2 separate regions of the Capsicum annuum genome follow, and region 1 is linked to region 2. The links are chromatin contacts, called in public Hi-C maps. All regions are on one chromosome and are shown on one strand. Each heading gives the region's core, a stretch centred on a gene start, on an enhancer-like site or on the middle of the called end of the contact. The rest is flanking DNA. Distances are from core to core; before and after follow the strand shown.

The links. A called contact is a pair of places that touch in the nucleus more often than the background predicts.
Region 1: a contact with region 2 is called in a Hi-C map of placenta, with 2.0 times the contacts expected there. The contact joins the promoter of LOC107856614 here to the enhancer-like site in region 2. A contact is called at or near these places in 2 of 5 Hi-C or Micro-C datasets (leaf and placenta).

What each region holds. Positions count from the first base shown.
Region 1 is chr4:37,917,915-37,924,646 of UCD10Xv1.1, reverse strand. LOC107856614 reads left to right here and starts at 2,532. Exons shown (of 2, transcript XR_001670624.2): 1 at 2,532-3,311.
Region 2 is chr4:37,807,730-37,814,649 of UCD10Xv1.1, reverse strand. It overlaps LOC124898131 (a long non-coding RNA gene), which reads left to right and starts at 2,135. Exons shown (of 2, transcript XR_007054874.1): 1 at 2,135-2,496; 2 at 2,628-5,063. Within about 2 kb of position 4,854, at least 1 of the 5 cell types and tissues checked has an H3K27ac peak or open chromatin away from gene starts, as enhancers often do.

The DNA.
Region 1 (6,732 bases), core at 1,283-3,782, 110 kb before region 2:
ATCAGTGCTATCAATACTATCACAGTCTATACTATCAATGAACTCTTCATCACCTCCTAATCTACCCACATATCTGTTTTTATTTTTTCTGAAAATGTCCTGAAAACCTTTGTCATTACCAGCTTCACCTACATGTATTTCTTCTCTAGCTTTTGCTTTTTTTTTTTTGCATTTTTTTTTGCATCTACTTTCAGCCCTAAAGGCTCCCAACTCATCATCAATGTCTGAACCATCCTCAACAGAGATTTCAACATTTGAATCATACTGGGCACATCTGATTCATTACCATTCAGATCTTCATCAAGACCTCCACCCTCATTACCATCGTTGCCTATATCATCTTCATCAATACATATGGGTCGCTCTTCTAAAAGAAGAGAAGTCTGTGACACAACCTCAATATCTTCATCAATACCATGAAGAAGAAACACATCAAGCTCATCACCATCTTTCAAGTTCTTCACAAAATCTAATAACTCCCTATCAGAATTAATTAGAACTAACTCTTCACCATCTGTATGTTGACAGTAGAACCCCTCAATATTTGAATACCCAAGATCTTTGGCGTAGGAAAGAAACTTAAAAAGACTATAGTGGTCTTTATCAATAGCAACAACAAAGACATCAACCTCATCTTTATAACTAAGCTTAGGGCCGGCTACAACATTCTCCCCATAATGAAAATAGGTCAAAATATAGTAGTCCATTATATTTTCTTAACAGCCCCCACAAGATTCTCAATAAAAAGAAATACCCAAAATACCCTTGAACTAGAAAAGTACCAAAATAACCTTGTTTATCAGTGAAATCTGGAAAATAACACATAGATTAGTGAAATTCCCAAAAAACCCACACAAAACCCTAACTTTGTCACTGAAATCCCTAAAAAAACCTTAATAACGAAAATTTAGAAAAAACACTACAAATTGTTGGGGTAAAACATCCATACAGTAAGGAAAGTTGAAAAAAAAATAAAGAACAACTTTAGTTGTACCTCAAATTTCTTCAGTTTTAAAAAAAAATCTTCAATTTCGTCGATGAACATTAATCAACACTTCATTGCATGCATTGTACCTACGAAAAATACCATTATTAGTTAGATCTCTCTACGAATCAACAAAAATCGAATCAAAAGTAAAAAAAATAAAAATTATCGGAGCTCTTCAATCGGGTTTGAGAAATGATATGGAAATGTGAATTTTGTGGGATTTTACCCCTTAATTTTGGACAAAAAATTATGTGTAAAGTAGTTTTCTTCGTGGCAGGTTATAATTGGCTTATAAAATCCACGTGGGTCGTTTGACCCACACGCGCCTCACCACAATTTTAATAAGGGCAAAAAGTGTCAAAGTAAGACACTTTTATCTATTTGGGGTGTTTAAATTGAACATGGTCTAGTTGAGGTGTCTAAGTGAAAGATGGTGCCAAGTTTAGGGGCCATCGATGGATTTGGCCTAAGAAATAAAAAAACTTTTGGGGAAAAAAATTGCTTGTGTACTTGTTCTTTTTCAATGATTCTCTTTAATTTTTCATTCTTTTCATTTCCTTTTTTTTTTTTTTTCTAATATCCTCCTACAAATTTTTTTTAAAAGAAATACAAAATCCATACTATAAAAGAATGAATAATAGAACTAAAATCTTTACTTTCTTTATGAAATAAAAAATATATAGAGAAGTGAAATTATATATATGTTCGTATGTATAAATAAAAAATTTTATACATTCAAAAGTGAAGTAAGATTGTTTTCACTTTAAATTTTCAATAGACGAAAATTACAAATAAATTTTAACCCAAAATAAAATTAAATAATTACTAGATCAACCAAATTTAGAAACATACACAAATATTAAGAAAAATGTAGTTTAAAATCATTACTATATTTTTTCCTATTTAATTGAGATGACAAATTAATATAATTTAAACAAACAAAAGTTATAAAATATTTTTACACACATTGTTGACACCTAATTTTTGTCATCCACATTCCAAATTAGTTTTTGAATTTCTCAATTTTAAATAGTTTTAAAATATTTATTGTAAGTTATTTTGAAATAAATTTCAACCCTACCATTTGAATTTAGGTGAAATTAATATATTTAGTGTTTAATTATACATGATTATATAATTATTAGTTAAAGAAAATGCTTTAAAATCTATTCAGAGTAAAAAGTTTGAACAATTACAAATATTCTACTTTTCTCTAGATCGATTGAAAATAAGAAATTGATGAAATAATTAGTTTCTTAATTTTTATTATATTATTATTTTTATCATCATTATTATCATTATTATCGTTGTTATTATTATTATTATTATTATTATTATTATTATTATTATTATCTTCGAAAAATAAAAGAAATAAAATAAAATGTGTTGTATTTAATATTTATTTTGAAATTATTAAATTTTAGAAATTCGTTAAATTAATTAGAAGATAATTTAGTCACAATTTTACTCAAATTTATTGACTATTTTAGTAATACAAATGACCATAATTAGAAGTTAGTAATTGTTTTATTAACCAGCCCATTTTCCTCTACCCATACAATCCCCTTTCCCACTCTCAAATTGGGCCACCAGCCCAAAAATTGAGCCAGCAGCCCACAACTCCATTTCACCCCTGACCCGTCCAGCCCAACAGGTGCAGCAACCACAACAACCCAGCACCACAAAAGAGATCCGACCCATCCTTTTTTTCTTCCCCTTTACAGCTTCAAACAACGTTATCAACAACAAACTCAACCACCGTTAACACCCAAACAGTGATATCAACGTTAACAGCAGCAACAACCGACAACAACACAGCTTTCAACAAGTATCAACCACGGCAAAAACCAAAGCCAAACGAACGAACCTCTCTCTCTTTCCTTCGTCTGAATTTTGCAGACCCCGAGCTTCGATATCTGACTTTTGTTCAAGATAGGTGTGCTCCTTGCTTCAAAATCTCATCCAAATCAGAAACATCACAGTCAAATCCGGATTTATTGGGATATGTTTTCATTTTTTTTTTTCAATTTTTGTCAAATCCCCAACCACTCTATGTCACAAAAACATACTCTCTTTTTAAGGAGATTTTTTCACTATAAATAGGAGCCCATGCTTCCATTGAAGGGAGGGGAGAGTATTTTTGGGGAAAAGTTGGAGGTTCTGGAGGCGCATGCTTCTAACCTCACGTAACCACAATTCTCGAGGAATACAATTCGTGAAATTCGACGAATTTGTTTGAATTCCGGTGGAGCAGAATCGAGTTTCAGTGGTGGAAAGTTTTGTCGTTTTAAGCTTGTTTGTCTTGTTCGCTGCCCAAAAAAAGGTAATCGCATCTTAGCTTTTCTTCTTCTTCCTTCTTCTGGCGTTAATATCGATTTTCATAACTAGTCGTACTAATATGGGATTGTTCGCTGTAGACTGCTTTGAACGCCATAGGTTGTTGTGATGAAATTGTGGATAATGTTTTGAGATGATATTCTTGTTGTTCTTGATCTCACGATTCTCGTTTCAGGACCCTAAGGTCACTATTTCGGCTTTCTCAAATTTTTCTCAGCGGTAATATTTGATTTTCTTTATTCCCTTATCTCTTAATCTTTTTTAGCGTTAGTATTACCCAAATATGTTTCATGTGTGTTTACTATTTTGATCCTATTTTTTATTGTTTATATGAAATTTGCTTTTAATGCCTATCTTTGATTGATTAGTTCATAGGTCAAAACGTGTTTCAATATTGTGAATTAGTGTTAGGATGGTTGAGGCTGCCATTGTGTTTTCTTTTTTTTTCTTTCAGTTTGTTCTCTTAGATTAATCACTTTATATCAAAGTTATTCCTTTAAAGTAGGCTGTGTAGGAGGAAAAATACTAGGATAGAGAAATAAGATGGGTGGATGAATCGTAGTCCGTAGTTAGGAGGGTTTTGGTGTCTTTTGTTTGGTATTGTACATTACTTTTGTGGATGTTGTATCTATGTTAGTTTTATCATGTTTCATGCTTTGAATATTTTGTATATTGTCCTGTATCTTGAGTCGGGGGTCTGTCGGAAACAGCCTCTCTACTTTTTAGAGGTAGTGGTATGGATTGCGTACATTCTACCCTCCCCAGACCCCACTAGGTGGGAATATACTGGGTTTGTTGTTGTTGCAATTAAAAGATGTTAGATTCTATTAATATGTGTTTCGTGTTTGTGTGTTTTGAGTTTTGATTGTAGAGTGCTCTATTTCTAAACCAATGTCTCTTCTTGAGTACTGATCTGCAAAACCATTTCTTTATATACCAAAATTGCTATAATCTTTTAAAAGAGCTACCAATCTATGTCACAACATTGGCTTGGTTGTGAGTTTGTTTTAAGTCTCATACTGTCCATCTCTCTTTTTAAGACATAAAATTGCAAATCACATCTTCTGTATCACATTTTTGTTAGTTGTCACTTTAAGAGTTCTTGATGTAATAGAAAAAAGAATTTTGTTCGGAATATACAACCACCAAAACATCATGTTTTTTTTTAGCCGAATATATGTAGTAGTTGCCATTTGATGATCATGTTCCCTGGTTTAGTTTTTTATTTTGTACATTTGCACTCCTTCCTCCCTTATGCTACTACTATTTTGATGTAAACTATGAGTTTATTATCCAAGTACTGATCTTTTTTTTATTTGGCATTTGAAATTCATTGAGTCCATTGGACTCCAATTCCTGCATTTTCGAATGGGCTAAAGAGGCCTACATCATCTTCGAGTCCGAGCCTCAACTAAAGTCTCAAAAATGAACTAAAGAAACAAGGCTGTATACGCATGTATACAGCAGATATACACAGATATTATGCAGGTGGAGGAATAAAATACGTGTATATATGACCAATATATGGTCTTGTATGCACTAGATATACAAAAATGCCGAAGAAAAGGAGGCTGATATACAGCTGGTATACACTTCAGAAAAATGGACGGTGGTCCATAATTCAAAGCGGGTAAAACTTACACGCACCGGTGTATACACCAAGCCAATACATGCATGTCATGTGTTTGAATTTGAAGTTCATGTTACTTAACCATGATTAATCAATATGTATTTTACTTAATTTAATTACATAATTATGGTAAAGAACATTAGTTTGGTGTATACACCGGGTGCGTGTAAGTTTTTACCACTCAAAGCCCAAAACTGGGCAGCTTTATTAATGGACCAATTAAGGACCCAATTTCAATTCTTGTATTATTTTTTGTAGCTTATAATTCATTTTTGTTTATGTGTACTAACATTTTAATCAATTAATCAAGATAAACTCCCTAAAGTGTCTCCCTAAAGTGTTGTCATTTTATTTTATCTTAATTTTCTTTATTTAAGTCATAATTTCAGTTTTTTTTTCACCTAATTTGTTTCGTCTAAAAATGGATTAAAATGGTTCCTTCGATTTTTTCCTTAAATCAAGTCTTTTAAAAATTAAGCATCTTATTTCAAAATGACATTTTGGGTTAAAATAACTTTCTTCAAACTCGAAAAACTAATTTTTCTTATAAGTTTTTAACTTTTCATTATTAATAAGATTCTTTTAATTTAATACTCCCTTAATACTTTTTTTAAAAAGTATTATCTATAGCCTAGTTAACCTTTTTTTTTTTTCTTTTAATAATAATTAAGAAGAAGGAAAATACTTTCATAATCTTATCTTTATCTTTCTGCACGAAGGCAAAAATCATTTTCCTCTTAAATTTGAAAAAATTGCAACTTAGTTTAATTCAACTAGAACGCTTTCTCGTTGTATAAATAAATACCATTTTAAATGTTTAAATAAATAATTTTAGTAATTCCTATAAAATTAAGTCTTTACGAAATTTAGTCACTTTTAGTTAGTCAAGTTAGTTTTTTTTGGTAAATCGTTTTAAACGGACGCTCCTAAGTGCCTTAAAAATCTTCTTAGGGCATTAATTGAACTCTTACCCAGTTTCTTTAGTTTTTAAAGGTTTATTTCTGTTTTATCTTTTTCGGATTTATTTTTGACGAGAAAATGGTTTCGACCTTCATAAGACTATTTCAAAGTTTTAAGAAAATTTTGAAGACTATCTTTTCTTATACTCTTAATTTTTGTCCTCCACATTCCAAATTAGTTTTTGAATTTTTCAATTTTAAATAGTTTTAAAATATTTATTTTAAGTTATTTTGAAATAAATTTCAACCCTACCATTTGAATTTAGGTGAAACTAATATATTTAATGTTTAATGATACATGATTATATAATTATCAGTTAAAGGAACCGCTTTAAAATTTATTCAAAGTGAAAAGTTGAACAATTACAAATATTCTACTTTTCTCAAGATTGATTGAAAATAAGCAATTGATGATATAATTAGTTTCTTAATTTTTATTTTATTATTATTTGAAAAAATAGCCTTTACCCCCCCCCCCCTTCGAACTATACCCAAAAGAGTTGTGACACACCTAAACTTAAAGGGAGTCCTACTATCCCTGAACTAAATTAAAGTGTATTATTGACACCCTTAATTGCCTACGTGGCAGATATTTTCAGCCAAATGCTTGAGCGTGTAATACACGCATATTTATTACACATGGATCCCACAGTTCACAAACTTGGACTCTTCACTTTCCCATTTCAGCAAATGTATGGCAAACAATTATATTTACTTTACCAAATTCTTTAACATTTTTTAGAAGCTTTTCACTTTCCAAATTCAAAAACCTTTACAAATGTTGATTCTAAGTGTTCGTTTGATCAAATTTTAGTCGA
Region 2 (6,920 bases), core at 3,605-6,104:
TAATAGCATTTTTTTATGTAGTGAGTGCCACTTTCTCATCTATATTGACATTAAATAATAGAATGATAGTAGCAAACATACGTGTGTACAAGTTTCTCTAAAGTTATATTAATAATATAATTTTATCATATTTTAATAAGTTTGCAGTGATTGTTGGCGGATGATAATAAATCAAAATTAATGTTGTGAGGTTGAATCTCATATATTCAGTGGCATGGAAGTGCGTGTGATTGACAAAATAAGGCATGAAATTGATAGTTTAATTTTGTTTTATAAAATAATGTATTGAATCATTAGGCAGTGATGGCAATTAAAAAGTAGTGATAGTATTGGTTTATGTCTAATGATTTCCATGCTTCTGAAGATTTTGAAGTTCGCTATTTCTTGGATATTATTTTAGATTTCAAGATTTATAGAATTGAGGTTTCAAATCTAGAGTTCTTAAAGTGAGAATTTATTAACTTGGAGATCGAATAAAGATCTGCTTAGTTGAAATTTGGAGTACTAGTTTATATTCTTATGTGGATTATATATTTGAACAGATTTTGATTGTTCAGAGACCCTACGTAAGGGCAAATTTGTTAATTAATGCTTGGATTCGGGTACTGATTTTGAATGTTCAGAAAAATTGAGAAAGGGAAAGACAGTGGTGGACTAGTGATATTTAGATTCTTCGAGTGAGGTAGGTTACAATTTAATTGGAGTTTAGACTCGACTTAATTATGTGTATGCTCCTGAATTGGATACTTGTGGATTGGTATACAGACATGCTTGAATTTATTGATGTTTGGATTGTTGATTCGTGTATAAGTGTTTATTGAAAATTGACTTGATGAAATTGTCTTATGACTTTAAGTGTACTTGTAAACTTGGTACATTGTGTTGTATGCCGTGAGGTTGTGTAAGATGATATTGATAATACTTGTTTATATTTATGTTGGATCAGATACCACGCTGGTACGGTTATATTTATGTTGGATCGGGTACCATGCCGGTATATTTATATTTATATTGAATCGGGTACCACATCGGTACGGTACATGAACATAGATTTTTCCCTGCAGGTCATGACTATTTGGGTAAAAATAAGTCCCATAGCATGTGTGTACATACTTGTGTTGATTCTGTGGATGTTTACCGTATGGTTGATACTCTTGATAGTTATGTGGCTTGTTTGTGAGAACTGTTGACCTGTTATTGCTGTATTGTGGATTCAATGAGAATTTGTTATTTGATGATGCTTGTCCACTTGGTTTTCTAATTATGTTGTGTACATTCTATTAAGTTGAGTTGGCCTATGATGCCTACCAGTACTAGTGGTTTGTACTGATACTACCATGTACTCTTCTTTTGTTGAGTGTAGAAAGTGTTCCAGAGGCCCAAACACGATCTCATCTCTAAAGTTTGACAACAAATCTTGATCCGAGGGTGAGCACTCCATTTTCAGGCTGCTACGGGTTATCTTATTTGTTATTGTCCCTCTTTCGGGCAATGAAATATTCCTTATTTATTATATTTTAGATATCTCTTTAGACATGATCTTTGTTAGTAGTTCTTGTACGATGACTTTAGGGTCTTGGAAAATTCAGTTAGTAGATTGTTTGGTTTCCGCAGTACTGATGATTAACTCCAGACTATTATTGTTAAGATGGTTTTATGAAAATATCATTTTAATATTGGCTAAGTGATTGGGTAATGGTTTGATTTAGATGGTTCTCCCACAGGAAGGTTTCTGTGGGCTGCGGGCCTCACGAGCCAATCCATTTTTTTAAAAATAATATTTTATAATTTAATTTTAGAGTATTAATAAACACAAATATTACCAGACAATATTACATATTATTAATCCTTGTTAATCAAGTCTCCAACATTCCTAAAAATACTCCTAATAGCGAAATCAAATAACTTTTAACATAATATCCTTTGAATCAAATAAAAATTCTAATAAGCAATCTAAATAATTGTATGTATTTGACTTATGGATCGGCTCACGGGCTAGCCCAACCCACATTACTCAAGTCCATGGACCACGGGCTTACATGGACTGAACTAAAAAACTTTGTTCTTTAATGGACTGCAAAAATTAAAGCCCAACTCCATCAAATTAAAGATCAGATCGGGCTGAACCATCGGGCTGGCCAATATTAACCGCTCTACCACAATTCTACAACGGCAAAACCAGCTACCACGACAAAAACCAGTACAATGTTTAACACCAACACAGCTGCAACGTCCACTAAAAGCAGCCTTTAACAACGGCGTACAACAAAACAATGGCAAAACGGCAACTCACATAACAACAAAAACAGTTGCGTACAACAACTGTATCAACAACAAACAACGACAACACATAGCAAAGCACCGTTAACCAGAAAAACCTTAATTTCCCATTTACCGATTTATCACCCTCCCCCCCACCCCCGGCGCGCGTTCAGCTATCTATGGCTAAAAATCAGATGACTTTCACCACATTCAGTCCATTATTCACTTTTTCGGGTAGGAATTTAATTCCCAATGTTTCTCTCTTTGTCTCACAGTGGATTTCAATTATTCTCAAGAAAATCAGTTCAATTTCGGGTTTGAATCTGAATCCCTAGACTTCCCCCCCTAATTTCTCTTATAAATAGAGGCAGTGAAGGATAGAGTGGAGAAGATTTTTTAGGGGAAAATTGAGGATTCGGGTGGCGCATGCTTCTAATCCTAGGTAACCCAAAAAATTCTCGGAGAAACATACTCAAAAACTCAATTCCGATGAAAGTTAAACTCCAAAGATTCAGAATTTAAACTCTAGTGGTGAAAGCCCATCCTCAAAGTTCGTCGTTCCGTTTGCTGCCCGCAAAAAGGTAAACATAGCCTGCTCTTTGTCATTTCCTCTTGTTTTTTTATTTTTCTTCTCATTAGTAGCAATGTGTAATGAGTGTTGGGACTGTCTGCTGTAGACGGCTTTGAAAGCCATAGGTTTTGTGTGATGAATCCACTTTTCTCCGTTTTGTTTTTCTCATTTTTCTCAGAGTTATCATTCTGTAGTAATTTGACTGATTTGATGATAATTGTTAAGTATGGTGTTGTCGCTCTAGTATCTAGATTTTATTATATTTTTGTTGCTGCTTTAGAGATTGAATATCATTGTTAATGTGAGTATGCTGGTTCTGTTCATATAATAGTCAGTGATGTGAAGGGTATGTTGTTAGTTTGGAAGACACTGTTTTCTTGCTTGTATAAAGCCTTTGTGTTAGTCAAATGTGAACTCTTAAAAACTTTTTCTTTCCTTTGCTTCGTTCTGCCAGTGTAAATCTGGTTTGCCTCATAGATTCTTTTTGTTATGTGTTTGAAACAGATTGTTCAAAGTGTTCAAGTATGAATGTGTAGGCCTAGTGAACCCTGAATGACTTGTTGGCCTTTGGTTCAACGTGATTAGCCATATAGAGGGTGAAGGTCGTTTAAAATAGTTAGATTGTATCTCCCTTGTCGTAAGTTTGTTTTGTCAATGAAAGTATGTTTCATGGTTGCGCCTAGCTTTAACAGCTACGTAGACTTTCATTTTTAGAGTTTCAATTCCTATAAAGTCATATGGTCGTAATCGAAAGGCAAGATTGATGATAACATGTTGGTTAAGCATTGCCTCTCTTTTCTTGCATTTTATTTCAATTATGTATGAATTCTTATGAGCTTTGGCGAGTTAACTATGTGATAGTGATGGCCCTAGTTCATTGTCGCACATCTAGTTGTGTTTGGACATGCCCCCGGCGCAGTTATAATCCGTAATTTTCTCATGGTTTCACCCTAGCTCTTTAAAAGAACAATTTGTCGTTAATCTGTCCACCTGCTTTTTATTCTTAAAGAAAATAAAAATGAATCTGCTAGTTACCCTTTTATTATCATTCCTAGCCCAAAACGTCTACACGTCTGTTGAAGTGTGATATATTTTTTCCCCTAAATAGTTAATTTTAACTTTCTTTTATAACTCAAAATGCTTTGAGATGTTCACGCAATCTTATATACTTAAGGAATACACATGTTCATATCGGATAACAGAGATTCGAATAAACATATTTGACTACTGTTAAATCACTGTGAGTCTGATTTGAAGAATTTCATATGGTTCTTGTGTGGTTATTTCATATAATTTGTTACTTTTGATCTTCTTTGAGGTTAACTTAGTTGAGAAATAATAAATTAGTCAATCTGGTTTTGCTGAGGTTGCTTATGTTTAGTCTTTTTGGTTCTCTGTTCTATTTATGTATTTTATTGGGGATTTTAGTTCAAATGTATTGTGTTCTGTTTGGCTTCCAGTTAAACTATGTATTATCGCCATTATGGATCTTGTTAGTAAATTTGAAGTTTAAAACTCGGATTTATTATGTAGTTTTGTGTTTAAAGACCTAAAACCTTTTGTTTACTGCATTTGTATCTCTGATCATGTACTTTTTGCAAAAAATGTGTTCTGAAACATGATCAATGGGTTTATGCGATAATATGTGCAATATCGTGAAACTTGTGTGACTACTCCAATGCATTCTTGCTATCATTAGATTGTTGTCACGATACACACTAATTCTTATATTTTTTCTTAATGCATGTGGCGTTGACTTGAATTCCAACGGACTCCATTCCTTGCATTTCTCAACGGGCCAAAGGGGCCTACATCTTCTACGAGCTCAAATGCCTTTATTTTTTAAGAAACAAAGCTGTATATGCATTTATACATCAGAAATACAGCATATATATGGTGAATGTGAGAAAAAAGAAGCTTATTATACAGGTGGACTAAAATACGTGTATATGATAAAGATATGGTCATGTATACACCAGATATACAAAAATGCAGTAAGAAAAGTAGCTGATATACACATCGTATACACTGCAGAAAAATGGACCGAAGTCCATAATTCAAACCCCAAAGCTGGGCAGCTTTATTGATGGGCTAACTAAGGGCCCAATTTCAGTTCTTGTATCATTTTTATAGCTTGTATGCTTATTTGTATTAATTAGCTTTTTAATCATTAACCTAGACAAATTCCCTAAAGTGTTGTCATTTTTATTTTATCTTAGTTTTCTTTTACTTAATTCATAATTTCTTCACCTAATTTATATTATCTAAAACGGATTAAATCGGTTCCTTCAATTCTCTTCCTAAAATAAGTCTTTTAAAGATTAAGTATTTTATTTCAAAATGACATTTGTCATGTTCATATAACTAATAGTCTATTTGGATTGAAGTAACTTTTTCAAACTCAAGAAACTAATTTTTCTTGAAAATTTGAACTTTTCATGATTACTAAGCAGTTTTAATTTAACACTTTCTTAGCATTTCTTCCAAAAGAATTTTCTATAACATAATCGATTTTTCTATAATAATTAATAATAAGAAAATAATTTTAATAATCTTCTTCTCCTACAAAAGCAAAATTCATTTTCCTCCTAAGTTCAGAAATTACAATTTAGTTCAATTCAAATAAATTATTTTCTCCTTTGAATGAGTAAATATTATTTTAAATATGTTTAAATAAATAATTTTAATGTTTTCTATAAAATCAAGTCTTTACAAAAATTAGCCATTTTTAGTTAGTCAAGCTAGTTCTTTTTGGTAAATCGTTTTAAATGGAGGCTCCTAAGTGCCCTATAAACTTTCTTAGGACGTTAATTGAACTCTTACCCAGTTTCTCTAGTTTTAAAGGTTTATTTCTATTTTTGAACATTTGAAACTCTTTTAAGTTTTTTTCTTGACTTTTTCTATAAATATCAACTGGCGACTTTGTAAATTTCTTGAAATTATTTTGGAATTTTCTTGAATCTTTTGAAATAGTTTTAAAGAGATCAAAGCTATTTTTTTGCCAAAAAAAATGCGGAAAGGATAAAACAGAAATGAAGACTCTGCTGCGGATTTAACTAGGTTCTAACCAATTATTTGAACTAACTTCTTAGACTAATTATTCGGGTTTATAAAATTTAAACTGTTGCATTTCATGTCATACTTTCACATTTAAATATTTAAACTATTTTGGAGTTTCGCGAATGTCCCGGCCCCTATTTATTAATTCCAAATGAAGTACTGGAAATATGACAGTTTATTGGCACATTAGGTGTCCAATGACTGTTCGTATTTTTTAAACCCGAGTAGTCCACTTGGAAACCTAGTCAAGCCCACTCTAGATATCTAGGATAGAGTGAAATCAAAACTCTTTTTAGGCATGAGACTAGGACGACTCAATACCTGAGGGGGCATTAGGCCCATTAGTAGAACCCACCTTATGTCTATTGACCACGAGTCAGTAACAGACGATCATTCTTTATGTGCTTTAATTAAAGGATGTAATGCTGGATTGTACGGACTATTGTCCCTTGGAATAGATGTGGGGGCAACGAAACATCTTACAAACGGCATGTTTACCCTTCATACGCTAGACTTCCCTTTGGCTTGAACGGTCCTATGTATGCTAGGACGCGTAATAACTGTTTATGTGCTAAAGTATTTTATTGTTTTGCTTTGTCTATATTTGCTTGATCGCTGTGTTTAAATAACATATCTTTGGCTTTAAACAAGACTAGTCCATTATTCTATTTTGAAATCTTAGAGCATTAATAGGCATATACGGCTCAAAATTTGAACCCTTCCAAAATATCCTTAAAAGTCCGTTGATAAAATTCCTTCCAATTTGCCCAAATTTGTTCAAAATCTCATTAGGTCATTATCCAATTCACATTAATCATGTTGCCCTCTCAATTCGCTTTTCCCTGCATTTGATTATAGTCAAAGCTATCTAGACATTCTATTAATGAAAAGACTATGTTGTCTTTAAAGCTTTTCAAATAAGCCTTTTTAGGATGTTTATTCTTTAATATTCGATTTCTTCAAAATCACTTAGTTCATCCTGTTTGAAGTTCTATTTTTCCCATCAAATTCAAGATTCATCAAATGA